Regions from separate parts of the Gossypium hirsutum genome. Here region 2 is linked to region 1. The links are chromatin contacts, called in public Hi-C maps. All regions are on one chromosome and are shown on one strand. Each heading gives the region's core, a stretch centred on a gene start, on an enhancer-like site or on the middle of the called end of the contact. The rest is flanking DNA. Distances are from core to core; before and after follow the strand shown. Region 1 holds the start of LOC107910107 (expansin-A15). Region 2 holds the start of LOC107910102 (phosphate transporter PHO1 homolog 3).

The links. A called contact is a pair of places that touch in the nucleus more often than the background predicts.
Region 2: a contact with region 1 is called in a Hi-C map of leaf, with 1.9 times the contacts expected there. The contact joins the promoter of LOC107910102 here to the promoter of LOC107910107 in region 1. A contact is called at or near these places in 4 of 34 Hi-C or Micro-C datasets (callus and leaf).

Annotation. Positions count from the first base shown.
Region 1 is chrD02:45,732,855-45,736,703 of Gossypium_hirsutum_v2.1, reverse strand. It overlaps LOC107910107 (expansin-A15), which reads left to right and starts at 1,866. Exons shown (of 4, transcript XM_016837866.2): 1 at 1,866-2,050; 2 at 2,184-2,314; 3 at 2,402-2,714; 4 at 3,065-3,849. The coding sequence starts at 2,049. The coding sequence ends at 3,371.
Region 2 is chrD02:45,899,032-45,902,566 of Gossypium_hirsutum_v2.1, reverse strand. It overlaps LOC107910102 (phosphate transporter PHO1 homolog 3), which reads left to right and starts at 2,271. Exons shown (of 11, transcript XM_016837861.2): 1 at 2,271-3,221; 2 at 3,318-3,535. The coding sequence starts at 2,627.

The sequences.
Region 1 (3,849 bases), core at 617-3,116:
GTCGAAGAAAATATCAAGAATTTTAATTTAGGGTTTTCATTAAATAATAAAAAATTCAATCTTTTGTTTTTCAACATTGAATAAAAGAGACAGAGGAATGCAAAGAAGGCATACCCGAACTCCCCATTGAATCCATCTTTATGAAGCAGTCAATTTAATTTCAACTATTTTGATCTTAATAATAGTTTTTCCAGTCAAATGAAAAAAAAACCTAAAAAGAGAGTAGACGAAGAAAAATTAAAAAGAGGAGATGAACAGTTTTTTCAGTTAAGGTTTAGGTTTAAAAATTTTAATTAATTAAATTTATTTAATTTAAAATCTATTTTCATCCCATTTAGAAATCTAAATTGGCACTTAAAATCTAGTTGGACTGCCACATAGGATTACCGTTAGAGAGATAACGGAACTTAACGGTAGAGTGATCACTTCGTAACAAAATAATAACATAAGTGACTAAAACGTAACATTTCAAACATAAGTAACTAAAATGTAATCTGAGACAAACAAAAGTGACTATTTTTATAGATTACCCTAAATTTAATTGTCTTCAGAAATACCCTAGAAAAATTCTTCTCTTAATTACACCTCGTTGTCGGTTCCAACAATTGGAATATTCCAAATTTTACGGTTCATGGGTGAAAGAAAATAAAATGCTAAAGAAATAGACCTAAAACAATAAAAAAAACAAATTAAAGAGAGGTGAAAAAAGTTAATGTTAATTTGATTACTGAAAATTAAAATATATCTAAATTTAGATTAAAATAAATATAAATAAATTCGTATATAATTAGCCTTAAAACTCGGAATAATAAAAACGATGACTTGTTCATGCAAAAATAAGACTTGAATTTGAACATTTAAAATTATAAGACTTCAACTATTACCAATGCTGTCAAAATATAATGATATAATAATATATTTAACTCGAAATATTTATATTCTTTTATCAAATTGTCTACCATATTTTTAAACTAAATTTAGTCATTAAAAAAGAATTAAATTATTTTTTAACGAAATACTAACTAAAAACATTAAATTTTTAACGATGTTAGTGTGGTAACCCGTATAGTAGTGCACATATACTTAATGCTAACATGACACTATTTGTTTTATATACTAGACTAACAAACAATTTGAAAGTTATAAAGTGGTAGTCTTTAGTGTACTTTTTCAATTTAAGCATAATTAAAGAATTGACACGTGTCTTCATTGAAAAAAGAATTGACATGTGTCTTGTTCTTTTTATATATTTATTATTTTTTAATATTTTGCTAAATCTTGTGGTAAACTTGTCATAATTCTTAACTTGTTTGTGGGGTTTAAAGCTCTACGGATATATCAAATATTTTTGTTAAAAAAATAATTAAACTTTTTTTTTAAATTGGTGGTCAAAATAATATTTTTGGAAAAAGTTTAAGGTAAAAGTTAGGTAAAAAGAATAACGAGGAAAATAACTAAAAATATAAATATTAACGATGAGATTATGAATGTTAAGACTTAAAAGCATGGAGATTCCGAATAAGTCTGATTTTAATCAGTAGTAGTAATATGGCGAGAATCAGGGGCCCTTTTATTTCGGCACCCATTAAAGAATACTTCCCGCTTTTAGTTTATCAACACGTAATCAAGTTTGGCTCTGGATCCGGCTATAGCCTATACCACTGTAAAATTTATTCAACATAAAAGTATGGTGTGGAAAACTACAATGCTTAGCAAGTATGTCCCACTTAGATTTTGATTTTCAAGGCAATTTCCTATTCAGAAATCTACAAACCCACGCGGTTTCAACTTTCAACTGTACCTTCAGCAGCTCCCCATGTGCCTGTGTGTTTTTACCTATGAACTATTTTCTTTTTGTGAATAAACAAATAGGGCTTGGTCCCCTTTAGCTCAAAAGTGGTAGTTAGGTTTAGTTGTAACTTGCAACGGTGCCCATCCCCCAAAATTTCTATAAATCCCCCCTTCACCTTCCCCCCTTTTTCCTCACTCAGCTGCCTTGCACTCATCTCCTACCTCTCTTTTTCGCTCTTCCCATCTTCTTCCTCTTCATGTAATATTCTTATCCCTCTCATGTTAGTTTTAGTGCTTTTTAAGAAGGAAAAAAAAAGTGTTACCATTTTGAGTTTTTTTATGTTTCTTACTCGCAAGTGCTTAAACAAACTTCACTTGTTGTTTGTTCGCAGGAAAATGGCTTTTGCTAAGGTCTTTCTGTTGGGGTTTCTTGCGATGGTCTTTGGTGTTCAGGGATATGGTGGTGGTTGGACTAATGCACATGCAACCTTTTATGGTGGGAGTGATGCTTCAGGAACAATGGGTATGCTTCAAATGAAGCCATTTTTTAGGCACAACGGTTTGGGTTGGATGGCTTATTTCACTAATTCTTAACTTGGATCTTTTTTAGGTGGGGCTTGTGGTTATGGAAACCTGTATAGCCAGGGTTATGGGACAAATACTGCAGCTTTGAGCACTGCTTTGTTTAACAATGGGCTGAGCTGTGGATCTTGCTATGAGATTAAGTGTATGGATGATGGAAAGTGGTGCCTGCCTGGTTCCATTGTGGTCACAGCCACCAATTTCTGCCCTCCAAACAATGCTCTCCCTAATAATGCAGGGGGCTGGTGCAACCCTCCTCTGCAACACTTTGACCTTTCTCAGCCTGTTTTCCAACATATTGCTCAATACAGAGCTGGAATTGTGCCTGTTGCTTACAGAAGGTATTTTTTGCCTTTTGCTGCTTCCCTGTGAAATGGGCTTTCTAAAGAGGCCTATTTATTTCTCTAACCACTCGGTAATTTCAAATTTAACTTGTCTAGTGGTCCAATTCTTTTAGTAATGTATGAAAAACCTTATTTTAAGGCAGTAAAAAGGTCAATGGCAGCATATGAGGTCTGCTTTTCACCCTATTAGAGTAATATTTAGGGTCAGTTTCTGTTTTGCAAGGCAAACAAACAACACTTTTGGTCATTTCCTCTGGAAAATACATTGCTTTTACTTTGTTTAATGGGTAGTAACTGCGCAGTAACATCACTTACTTTTATTAACCATTGGGTTTTTTACTTTGTAGGGTACCATGCAGAAGAAAGGGAGGAATCAGGTTCACCATTAATGGCCACTCCTACTTCAACCTAGTCCTTATCACCAACGTTGGCGGTGCTGGTGATGTACATGCGGTGGCCATCAAGGGCTCCAGGACTGGTTGGCAGCCCATGTCTAGAAACTGGGGCCAGAACTGGCAGAGCAACACCTACCTCAACGGACAAAGCCTCTCATTTAAGGTCACAACAAGCGACGGCCGTACTGTGGTTTCCAACAATGTTGCCCCAGCTGGGTGGTCCTTTGGGCAGACCTTCACTGGCCGCCAATTCCGCTAGAGGAACACATTATCATCTTAGGCTTTTGAAGTTTTAATTAATAATTACTATATAAATATACCAAGCATCCGAAGTAGTATTTAACTAGCTTGACTTTTAGTATAGCTAGCATATTATACTCTATCTATAGGGCCCTATAGTGGGACTTTCGGGTCACTCAAAAATGTGAAGGGCTTATTTTAAAGTAGCCCTTTTATCATTTTGGGTTTTTAGTTTTATTATGGGGTAGGTGTCCTAATTAAGGTACCTTTTTAAAAAAAAAAGTATTAAGGGTCACGTTTCCTTCTGTTGTTTGTTAAAACAGGAGGAGATGGCAGAGGTGGGACTTTTACCACCCGCCAGCAGTGTTAACCTAGTAGGTCCTCTGGTTTTTTTTTTCCTCCTTTTGGGATGTTGAGAAGCATTGTTTTGGCTTGTAAGCTCAATTCATCATCTTTTGCTGGGTGATTATCTCCTTGGATTTTATCATATATGTATG
Region 2 (3,535 bases), core at 1,022-3,521, 170 kb before region 1:
CAAAGCCCTTAAAAACCATACATATATCAAGAAGAAAAAACTATGATGGATCCATCGGTACTTTTAAGTTTGAACTCCCAACTTACATCTTAGTCTACAAAAGATGATGTTGACTCGCCAGTTTAGCATTACTTTTAAGAAATATTTTTAGGGTAAAAAATACTTTTGAGATAAAAATATTGTTAAATAAGATGCTTTTGAGCTTTTTAAAAGCGCTTTTGAAGCAAAAAAAAAAAACTTTGCAAAAGTAGTTTTTTAGACAAAAGCAGAAGTAGAAAATTTTAGCTTTTGCTCAAAGAAGTAATTCTAAACTAAAGGTTAGTTTAGAATTATTTTTGAAAAATGCTTTGAAAAAGTGATTTTGAGAAATACTTTTGAAAAGTTTTATTTAAAATTTAAATGTTTAGTATTATTGTCAAAAATACTTTTAAGAAATAAAATGTCCATTTTAGACATAGTGTTATAAAGTAACAAATAATCATTTAAATAATGTTCAAATTAGTTATTATTATGATATTTTAATAAAAATATAGTAAAATAATTTATTATAATTTGTGGTTAATATTTTAATATATGAAAAAAAATTAAATATTTTTTAAGTACTTAACCAGAAGAGGGGAAGTACCATGTGATGGAGGGGTAAAAACGTAATTAAGCTGTCAAAAGTCCTTTTGGGAGAGAAAAATTAAAAATTTTTAATTTCTCCATTTGAGGAAAAGTGCTTTTGAAAAACAAAAAATTTCCTTCAAAAATTGATGGTTTAGCGTTCCTTTAATTTTAAAAGTGTTTTTAAAAAGTACTACTAAACACAGCCTAAGCTTTAGTCAATATCATTATGTATCACCATTTCCAAGGACCAAAAGAATAATTGTAATTTATAAGTAGGCATGTGCTGCCAACCAAGCTTAAATTGATATCATGTAGTTTATATCTATTTCAGATTAAAATTTTGATACATTTTTGTAACTTATTTTTGTAAAGTTGAGGGAAAAAAATTATTATACCTTAAAGAAAACATCATATTTAAATTATCAATAATATATAAAATCTTATAATTTAAAATATTATAAATTATGTTTGTGACTACACGCCTAGAATTGGTTACAATTATTATAGTTTCAAATTCTAGGAAATTATGATTAAAATGTGAATAAAATTATATAAGACTACATTAAAATGGTTATAATTATTATAGTTTCAAATAAATTGATTAAACCTAAAGTATTTGACAATTACAAAAATAAAAATTAATGTCAACTACTAGGTAACTTGTATAATCTTTGTCTAGGTTTTTTGAACAATTTCATTATATTTTCTAATTATATTTGCTCTTTTTGATACAATCTGTTCCCCAACTCATAAATAGGCTCAAACCCACATCCTCCTGCATTAATAATAATGTCCATATCAAATGAATTAAAACTCAATCGACTCTTAAAAAAAAAAAAGCTGAATGGGCTAAATCCCCTATATTTTTATTAAAAAGAAGAAGTCGAATTTATATTTTTCTTTCCTATCTAATCCAAATTCTTTTTGTTATTTATAACTCCACTGACTGACATATTAACGAAAAGTATGTGTTTGTTTAATAAATTATTAAAGTTAAGAGAAATCAAATCTTGTTGTCCGTCACACAACATGTAATGAAATTGGTACCAAAATTTCATATTTAAATCAACGTAAGACTGATTCTTTTGTAAAGATAAAATGCTGTAAGTGGGGGTGGAAGTGAGAGGACGCTTTAATATTGGTTACTAAAAGTGGAGTGTGTCATAATTGCACCATGCGGACTTGTTCAATACCAATGCATTCATTGTAAAATGTCAAACTTTATTTATTTATTTTTTTAAATTGATGAATTAATACAACTCGGCCACCATATACGAAGAAGGATAAGCTTGCCAACTTGGAAATATTATATATTTTGATACATTTAAAAGATCTGATAACTAATCACATTAAAAAACTAAAATTTTTCCATTAACAAAATCATAAAAAATTAAAATTAACTTTCCACAAATCAATTTTGAAAATTACTTTAAAATATTAAAGAAAAATTCAAACTTCAAAAACAAATTCACACTGGAATGAGTCACCTAATACGGAATGAATGAAACGCCCAAGGCGCAGTCACATTATTCAACGGTGGGGGCGGGCGGTCAACCCCAGTTGCCTACTCAACCTTTAAAAGTTTAGGAAAAGATAAAAAGTTTAATCCTTTTTTATTTAAATTCCAACGTACCCATTTTCTGTCTCTAATATATCATGGCTTACCTGACACACGGTTTTCTACTCTTATGAATGCCCAGTGGGTGTTTTGTTCCTTGCTGAACCAATTTCTCGGCTCTTTCCCTCTTCTATTTCTCCCTCCAACTCCCTCTTCCTACTCTATATCTATATATATATTTCAGCTACCTGCACCTAACCAAACCACCCTCATCAACTTGCTCTAATTTCAACTCCTTTTTGTTATTTTTCAACTCTTTTCTTTGTGGGGTTTTCTTCAATTTCGAGACAACAAGAAGAAGACCCAGATCTCAGAAGCTTCATAGTGAAAACTGTACTTACTGTATCTATTTCAGCATTGCCTCATCTGCATTGCCATTGGCAGTTGTAATCGGAAAATATGAAGTTTGGGAAGGAATTTGCGTCTCAAATGGTGCCAGAATGGCAAGAAGCATACATGGATTACGATTACTTGAAAACCCTTTTGAAAGAACTGCAACGTTTCAAGCATAGGACGAAGCCACCGGCTGCACCTTCGCTGAAACGAAAGCTCACGCTCTACAGAGCTTTCAGTGGCTTAACACAGACGCACCACCACCATAACCCAACCAGCCCGTCCTCCTCACCTGATGATATTGAAAGCCAACCCATCTTGGTGAACTCTGTGAGCCGAGATGGGTCGCAAAGTTATGAAACGACGTTCTTGATGTCGTCGGAGGAAGGGGGAGAGTATGAGCTGGTTTACTTTAGAAGGCTTGATGATGAGTTCAACAAAGTGGACAAGTTTTATAGGGCTAAAGCGCAAGAGGTGATGAAAGAAGCTGATGTATTGAACAAGCAAATGGATGCCTTGATTGCTTTTAGGATTAAAGTTGAGAACCCTCCAGGGATTCATTTCGACAGGTCTGTGGAGATGACTCGTCTTGCTTCTGATATTGCAGCTTCTGCTGCTGCTCTCTCTGCTTCTACTCCATCTGGGGCAAAATCAGCAAGCAGTAACTTTCTCTTCTCTCCAAACCTTTTATCTCTATGACTTTTTTCAGCCACTTGCTTACCTTACCTTACCTTCCTGTTTGAACTTTGATATGCAGAAAGGGCTGCTCACCTGGAAGCCATTGAAGAAAGCACCCATGGCCAAGCTGATGATGACGATAATGGCGATGAGAAAGAGAGAAATACTCCGACTTTAGAAGCCAAACCAGCAAAACCCAAACCCAAGGTCATTGTACCCGCACCACTTGAAATACTTGACCGGGTGAAAATGAACAATACCCTCGAGACTCCTCGTTCCACCATTAAAGGTGTTCTC